Linked DNA regions of Mus musculus: regions 2 and 3 are each linked to region 1. A link is a contact called in public HiChIP or PLAC-seq and promoter capture Hi-C data. All regions are on one chromosome and are shown on one strand. The core of a region is the stretch at or near the end of the contact, and the rest is flanking DNA. Distances in the headings are between cores, read along the strand shown. Region 1 holds the start of Samm50 (SAMM50 sorting and assembly machinery component). Region 2 holds the start of Shisa8 (shisa family member 8). Region 3 holds the start of D130051D11Rik (a long non-coding RNA gene).

What was found. Promoter capture Hi-C pulls out the DNA fragments that hold promoters and counts their contacts. HiChIP or PLAC-seq counts read pairs in DNA pulled down with a chosen protein or histone mark.
Region 2: a contact with region 1 is called in an HNF4G HiChIP or PLAC-seq map of pancreatic cancer cells. The contact joins the promoter of Shisa8 here to the promoter of Samm50 in region 1.
Region 3: a promoter capture Hi-C map of liver shows a contact between it and region 1, with 6 times the contacts expected there. The contact joins the promoter of D130051D11Rik here to the promoter of Samm50 in region 1. A contact is called at or near these places in 2 of 39 promoter capture datasets (liver and pre-B cells) and 1 of 115 datasets of contacts at active chromatin or transcription factors (pancreatic cancer cells).

What each region holds. Positions count from the first base shown.
Region 1 is chr15:84,190,954-84,193,564 of GRCm38.p6, reverse strand. Samm50 (SAMM50 sorting and assembly machinery component) reads right to left here and starts at 1,325. Exons shown (of 15, transcript NM_178614.5): 1 at 1,181-1,325. The coding sequence starts at 1,201.
Region 2 is chr15:82,211,522-82,214,132 of GRCm38.p6, reverse strand. Shisa8 (shisa family member 8) reads left to right here and starts at 1,318. Exons shown (of 4, transcript NM_001207021.1): 1 at 1,318-2,244. The coding sequence starts at 1,721.
Region 3 is chr15:85,633,316-85,635,926 of GRCm38.p6, reverse strand. It overlaps D130051D11Rik (a long non-coding RNA gene), which reads right to left and starts at 1,331. Exons shown (of 2, transcript XR_003951642.1): 1 at 1-1,331.

The sequences.
Region 1 (2,611 bases), core at 76-2,575:
AATGGGGATTCTCTCACTACGTAGTGTTTGTTTTGTTTTGTTTTTAGACAGGGCCTCACTATATAGCTCTCGCTGGCCTAAAATTCACTGCATAGACAGGGCTGGACTTGAACTCACAACAAATTCACTGTATCTGCCTCCTGGGTGCTGAGATTAAGGGTGTGTAGTGCCATGCCTAGCTACTGGATCTATAAGCCCAGCTACTCAAAGGTATGAAGGATTCCAAATTCAAGGCCAGCCTGGACTACAGACTGAGCTCCAGGCTGGCCCTGACAGCCTAGTGAAGGAAAATAGTTGAAGAGATCTATGGATATAGCTCAGTGAGTGCTTGCCCGAGATACTGACACATGCTCGTCAGAAGCTTAGACAAGACTACTAATATGAGGCTAGCCTGGGCTACAAAGCCAAAGTCAGAAATAGGGATGGAGGAGATGCTGAGACAGCACAAGGGTCTTCTATAGTTTGCTCTGCCCATTTATGGGGAGGGAGCTCATTCTGCCCAATTCCAGGTTGCCAACTCAATGAAAGCCAACTCAAAAGTGAGGACAGATCGGCAGGCACAGGCACTCGCCCCTTAGGGCCTAATCACCAGAGTTCCATTCCCCAGTTTCCACACCACAAAGTAGGAGAAAACTGACTCCAGCTGTTGTCTTCTGACCTCCACATGCATGCACACACACACACACACACACACACACCCCTTTTTAAGCAATAGTGCTGGGTTGGAGCGATGGGTTCAGCAGGTACTGCTCTTGCAGAGGACCAGAGTGGTTCCTGACACCTATAAGGAGGCTCACAACTCTCTGGAACTACAGTTTCAGGGGATCAATTGCCCCCTTCTGGCCTCCACGGGCTATGCACACAAAGTGCGCGCGCACACACACACACACACACACACACACGCGCGCGCGCGCACACACTGGTGCACATAATAGTAACTGGAAACTGTAAAACAAGGCTGCAAAATAACTTGTTGTGTCTTGTCTTCTGACAAACCCTTCTTCCAAGCCTTGGTGCTGTAAGGTCACCTGGGGAAATTCCGCTGAATGACCTTGGGCAAGTCACCACTGCCCTCCCGACCGCGACAGACAGCCTCCGGCCCAAAGCAGCTCCCACACCCTCGCTGCCGCCCTTGCCCCAGGCGCGCGTGTCCCGCCCAGCCGCCGCGGGGGCCTCTCACCCGGGCGTGCACTGTCCCCATGGCTCCCTCTCCGGCTGCTGCCCCAAGGCGGTGCCCGCGCCCAACCAAACTCAGCTACAAACACAAGAGGCTCGGCTACAGGTCACGGAAGCTGCGTGCCGAGCGCCGCCATGTTGTACCACCTAGGGTCCGCCCCCTGACTCAAGACCCTCCGCTCATTGGTCCGTATGAGAGAGTGACCCGGATGTTCACAAGAACGCCAGGAAGCCCAGTGCAAGCGTGGAGCGTTCAGTGACGCCCAGAAAGCTGCGGTTATGGGCAGAGCTGGTCCCGTGAAAAGGCAACGGAGCTGAGCTCCTCGTTGTATGGGGGCTTACCCCGGTCTAGTCCTTGGAGCCTCAGTTCCACTTCTAAGGTGTGAGCAGAAGGGCGCAAGGAAGACAGAGTGTGTGCTCCGGGAACCGACGGGTCCAGTAAAAAGGGTCTGGGCTGAGGATGGGGTGGAGGCGTCTTTAAAGAGAGTTCGGTATGTAAAGATACTTGCCTCCAAGCCTGACAGCTTGGTTCAATCCTGCAGACCCACATGGTGTTAGGAGCGAACAGACTCTCAGAAGTGAATAAATTTCGCCTTCCCAGACTCCTCAGAAATGTGTATGACATTTAATTTATGTATTTACTTATTTATGAGACAGGGTTTCTCTGTGTAGCCCTGGCTGTCCTGGAACTCACTCTGTAGACCAGGCTGGCCTCGAACTCAGAAATCCGCCTGCCTGTCTCCCAAGTGCTAGGATTAAAGGCGTGCGCCACCACTGCCTGGCGACATTATATTTCATTTAAAGGTTTTTCCTGTGTAGGCCCGAGTGTCCTGGAACTTGCTCTGTAGACCAGGCTGGCCTCGAACTCACTGAGCTCCATCTGCCCCTGGCCTCCAAGTGCTGGAATTAAAGGTGCATGGACCACCACCACCCACATTCATATTTTTAAAAAATACTTATTTATTTATTATATGTAAGTACACTGTAGCTGTCTTCAGACACTCCAGAAGAGAGCATCAGATTTCGTTACGGATGGTTGTAAGCCACCATGTGGTTGCTGGGATTTGAACTCAGGACCTTTGGAAGAGCAGTTGACACGCTTAACCGTTCAGCCATCTCACCAGCCCCAGATTCATATTTTTTAAAAGATGAATGGAGCTCTCTTGAGTGTTCAGGTGAGGACGGTTACATAAACAAAAAAGACAGCTGTGCGTTTGTGTTTTGGTAGCAGAAACAGTTACTGTGCCTCAAAAGAATAATGTAATAAAAGCCACTGGTAGCTCTGAACTGCAGTTTACTAAAGATAGAGTGGGGTTCCTGTCCTCTGACCTGCAGTCAACCTGACACCACTGCACTTGACCACTGAAGCCTAGCTTCCTTTTCCATCCCCTCCTTCCGGGACACTCCTGACCTTTTTCTCGTTAAGCATCTGCAA
Region 2 (2,611 bases), core at 69-2,568, 2.0 Mb after region 1:
TTTATGGTGGGGGTCACCATGAGGAACTATGTCACAGGGTTGCAGCATCAGGAAGGTTGAGGACCTCTGATTTAGATTAATTTTGCCTCAAGGAATCCCCCTGCTTTGTCCTTAGTGTGTGAAAGGACACTATTTTGTTCTGTTTGCTTTTTGAGACAGGGTCTCAGCACATTGCCCTGGCTGGTCAAAGTTGTGAGCCCAAGTGGTCCTCCTTCTTCAACCTCTCCGCAAGCCTTCAGTACTGCTATGCCATTGCTGGCACCAAGAAGACCTTTTTGTTGTTGTTGGTTTTTTTTTTTTTTTTGTTTTTTTGTTTTTTTTTTTTTTCTCGAGACAGGGTTTCTCTGTATAGCCTTGGCTGTCCTGGAACTCACTTTGTAGACCAGGCTGGCCTCGAACTCAGAAATCCATCTGCCTCTGCCTCCCAAGTGCTGGGATTAAAGGTGAGTGCCACCACTGCCTGGCTCCAAGAAGACCTTTTGACCTTAACCATAGCAACTGAGGCAGGGAGAGGCAATGACTGGCATCAGGGTCATATTCTCCTTAGCAGCTCAGCGGGGGAGTGGTGGAATGGGGCATTGAGCCATGCCTCCTCATTCTTTCCCTAAGCTTGTGAAAGGACCTGGGAGTCCCAGGGAGTGAGAGTTGAGGACAGACAGGGGAGTACAACTGGCCTGGTCCCCAGGACCTGCTCAGCCTTCTATAGCAGAGGCCGCGGAGGGGAGCCGACCACTTGAGGGCTCTGGCCAGACTGTTTCCAGAACTGGGACATCCTAGGACCCCAGCCAAATGTCCAGGTTTTAGAATCAGGGCACATGCTCTGGGGCAGACCAGAGAGGGGTTGATCAAAGCTTGATTCTGCCATTTTTGTGTTGGGGGTCCTTATTGTGCCTTCCTCATTCATGTCAGGACCAGACACAGGAATGGAACATTGGGGCGTGTGTGTGTGTGTGTGTGTGTGTGTGTGTGTGTGTGTGTGTGTGTGTTTGTGAGTCCCTTCCCAGTGAATTCCAGGCTGCTTTGATCTCTATGCCTCTGTCCCCTTACTTAAAAAAGCAGGGAATCGCTCATCCAAGGTTGCCAAGATCCGAATCCCCAGATCTTAAGCTGAGCCCCCTCGAGGGCCCAATTCCGACAACAGTTTGAGGGAGGTCTTGGAGAGGGTCCCTGGTCGGGCGCGCTTGCTGCACTGACCTTACAGAACCCCTCCCTCCCGGCGCAGCGGCCGCGCTCCTCCCCCGGTTCTGCCTCCCTCCCGCCCTCCTCCCCTCGCTCCCTCCCGCCCGCCCGAGCCCGCGCCGAGCCCGCGCCGGAGCCGGAGCCGGAGCCAGAGCGCGGGCACCGCGGAGCGGGCGGCGGGAAGACAGAGGTGTCCGGCGACCCGCCGCCCGGCGCAGTCTCCAAAAGACCCAGGCCCCGCACGCCCTCCCGGGTCAGAGGGAGCTGGGGACTGTGCAGGCGAGCACTCGCCGCCCGCCTCCACCGTGCGCAGTCCGAGGTGAGCCCCGGAGGAAAACGCGCCCACCGGAGATCCAGCCCCGCGTACTCTACACCGAGCTCACTTGTGTCTGGAACCGCAGACGCACCAGGAGGCGTCGGCGGGGAGACTGCGCGGGCAGCTGGGCGACCGAGCGACCGGTCCCGGAGGGCTGGGGGAGCCTGGCAGAGCGGCCACGCGCCGAGCCATGCGCCGGGCGCAATAGCAGAAGGAGCGGGCTGCATGGAGCGCGCTGGGGCGCGGGGACAGCGCTGTGGCCGGCGCTCGCATGGGCTCCCGCTCGCACTCCGACTGGCGCTGCTGCTGGCAGGGTCGCCGTCGGGCCGCGCGGGGGCTCCCGAGGAGCAGGAGATCGCAGGGTCCGGTACCGTGGCACCGGCGGGAGGCGACCGCTGCCGCGGCTATTACGACGTGATGGGCCAGTGGGACCCGCCCTTCAACTGCAGCTCGGGCGTCTACAGCTTCTGCTGCGGCACGTGCGGCTACCGCTTCTGTTGCCACGACGGCCCGCGCCGCCTGGACCAGAGCCGCTGCTCCAACTACGACACACCGGCCTGGGTGCAGACTGGCCGGCCGCCCGCCCGCGCCCGTGACACCGCCGCCCCGCGCGACCCGGCCCGGGAGCGCAGCCACACTGCGGTCTACGCGGTGTGCGGTGTCGCCGCTCTACTCGTGCTGGTCGGCATCGGGGCGCGCCTGGGCCTGGAGAGAGCGCACAGCCCCCGCGCTCGGCGCACGGTGACCAGGTGAGTGCGCCCGCTTGCCTGCCCGCCCGTCCTGTCTTCACTGTCCCTAGCTGGCTCCAAATTTCACTGCAACTGCATCCTTCTGGACCCTCTAAATCTTTGGCCTCTCCGCAGTCCCTTTCTCTTTTTGTTTTGTTTTGTTCTTTTGGACCTCTCTCCCCCGTCTCTGCTTCACAGAGGGAGATAGATACCTGATAGCTCTCTCTCCCCTTGACCTTCCCTGCCTGTACTGGGCTCTGGATCCTCCTTGTGGCTCTAACCTCCTCTGCGGAAGACAAAAAGTCGCTGTCCAAGGAATGAGGCACGGACGATGGTCAGGAAAGCCACTGGACTGGGGCAGTTTTAAGGTGGTCGTGGGCTTAGCGAA
Region 3 (2,611 bases), core at 82-2,581, 1.4 Mb before region 1:
ACACATTCTGTCCCTGAGAGTGGCTTGGCAGGCTTGGTCCAACAAACCAGATGCTTGGAAATCACCTACTTTTCCATGTTCTTCAAAGGCATCATAGAGACCATCTTCTGCAACCCACTCCTGACTCCGGTACAAAGAAAGACAGCGCACAAATGATGCACAATCTACAATGTTTCATTTGGGGGTTGATCTTGTAATGGTGCAGAAGCGACAGGCATCAGCAGAAACACTACTTGGGATTTTGAGTTTGATCTCTTCCATGCTGGTGATAATGCGATATAAGCACCCTTTCTCAACGCTGGCCATCACCAGGGGAAACCACATGCTCCAGTGTGCTGAGTTGATAAGCCAGGACATTTAGTAGATTAAGCAACCCCATGATGTTTTAAGCCACAGTGGGTCCTCTGTATGAGCCATTATTAAAGGTTAAAGAACCTTTATTTGATGGTCTCGGTGAACAAGTTGGGGTGGGGACATCAGGCACCTCCAGGATGCTTAAAGTCTTCTGGCTAGGAATAAAGAATGATGAACGGGGCAGTGCTGGCGACGAGAGGTGACCACGGAAAGGAACTATGTGCTCCAGCTGAGCAGAACAGATTAAACCAGAGAATCAGAACCAGGGTGTGGAAGGACTTGTCTCTCTGTGGAGGGACAGTGCTGGCCACAGTGGCTAGGAGCCCTGCGACAGCACATCAGAAGCATGTGCGGGCCTTCCTGAAAAGTGGCTGTCAACAAATAGGCGCTCTCGTCTCTGGGCCTGCAGACCTCCAAAAGGGGCGTTCACACTGCGGGGCTAGCCTGGGCTCTGCATTTCTTGGATAGGGCTGAGCACCCGGCAGGGCCACGTCGCTCCTGGTACAGAGGGAGGCTACAGTCTAAAGTAGGAGGGGCCTCGGGTTCCCGGTGCCAGGACTCCGCCGCCAAGACGGTGCCGTGGCCTGCCCCCTCTAGGGACCTAGAAAGCTCCACGCTCACACCTTGAGGGGGTACAGAGGGAGCAGAAAAGGCAGAAGTGCGCCCACGGCGCCCACAGCCCTTAAAATAACACACAACTCTCACGCTCCACCCCGGAAGCAGACTCGCGGTAGACGTAGGGCGGGGCCTCTCGAGTCTGGGGGCGTGACTTCTAAGTAGCCTGCGCCGGAAATGAAGTCCAGGGTGCGGCATACTTGGAGGCCGCGGTTCGCAGCTGAGAGGCGGGGCCCTGTCTAGAGGCGGAGCCTTGCCCAGCTGGAGGTGGAGCCACTGGGCCACCATCTCCGACTTCCGGGGTCGCGGGCGGTGCGGGCGGAGTGAAGCACAGAGTGGGCGGGCCCTGGGTCGGCCAGCTCTGAATGCAAATTTACGGCCTAGCAGGCTGCGGCTCCGGGGCGAGGCCTGCGTGTGGGGCGGGGCCTAGGTATGTGGGCGGGACCTGGCGCCGGGCACGCCCAACCTTAGTGCGGGCAGGCGGGAGGCGGAGCCTCTGCGCGCGGCCTAAATGAGTTTGCGCAGACTCAGGGCGGGCTCTCAGCCTGTCACTGTGAACCTTAGGGCTGCATTTCACTTGAATCAGATTTTCGTTTTAGTCAGACTTTTCTGTTCTGAAAGCTTTCCTGCCCTTGGAGTTTGTAAATCTTGGCAAGGAGGAAGAAAACGGGTAACCCTCAAGCTCCTCGTGAGATTTTTCCTTTTTTGAGGCTGTGTACGTGATGTAAAGAGTCTTGCAAAATTGCAGTAACACTTGAGAATACCTTAAAAATACCCAGTTCTTGATCTAAGGGTGTACCTCAGTTGGTAGAGTCCTTTCCTAGCAGACAGGAGACCTTGGCTTCCATTCTAGTATCAAACAAACAAACAAACAAAAACTTTATAATTTTCCAACTCAAAAATCATACGTTACTGGAGAAAATTTAGAAAGTTGACAAGAATTTTTAAAAACCTGATCAATATGCCAGGTAGTGGCACACTCCTTTAATCCCAGCACTTGGGAGGTAGAGGCAGGTGAATCTCTGCTCTTGAGACCAGCCTGGACTACAGAGCAAGTTCCAGGACAGTCAGGGCTATATCTCAAAAACACCAACAACAACAACACAAAAAACAACAACAAAAACAAATAAACACTCTGATTATTTAAGATCACTAGTGTTAACATTTTGACGTTTCTATTTTTATAATTCTATGTATATTTGAAACAGAAATAGGGACAATACTATACAGTACTACCTTGCCCTTTGTCTTTTTGTGGCTGGTGTTGCTGTGAGGGTCTGACCATAGCCCTATTTGTGGCCCCACACAGCCCTAGATGGGAAACCCCTTTGTTATTTAACTCTCATAGGCCGTCTTGTTTCCATCTCTTTTGAGTTTTCCTTTCTTTCTTTCTTTCTCTCTTTTGTTTTTGTTATTGTTTTTTGTTTGTTTTTGTTGTTTGTTTTTTCGAGACAGGGTTTCTCTATATAGCCCTGACTGTCCTGGAACTCACTTTGTAGACCAGGCTGGCCTCGAACTCAGAAATCTGCCTGCCTCTGCCTCCGGAGTGCTGGGATTAAAGGCTTGAGCCACCAAGCTCGGCCCTCTTTTGAGTTTTCTACATTTAAAAGGTAACAATGTTTCAACAAGTGATAAATCACTT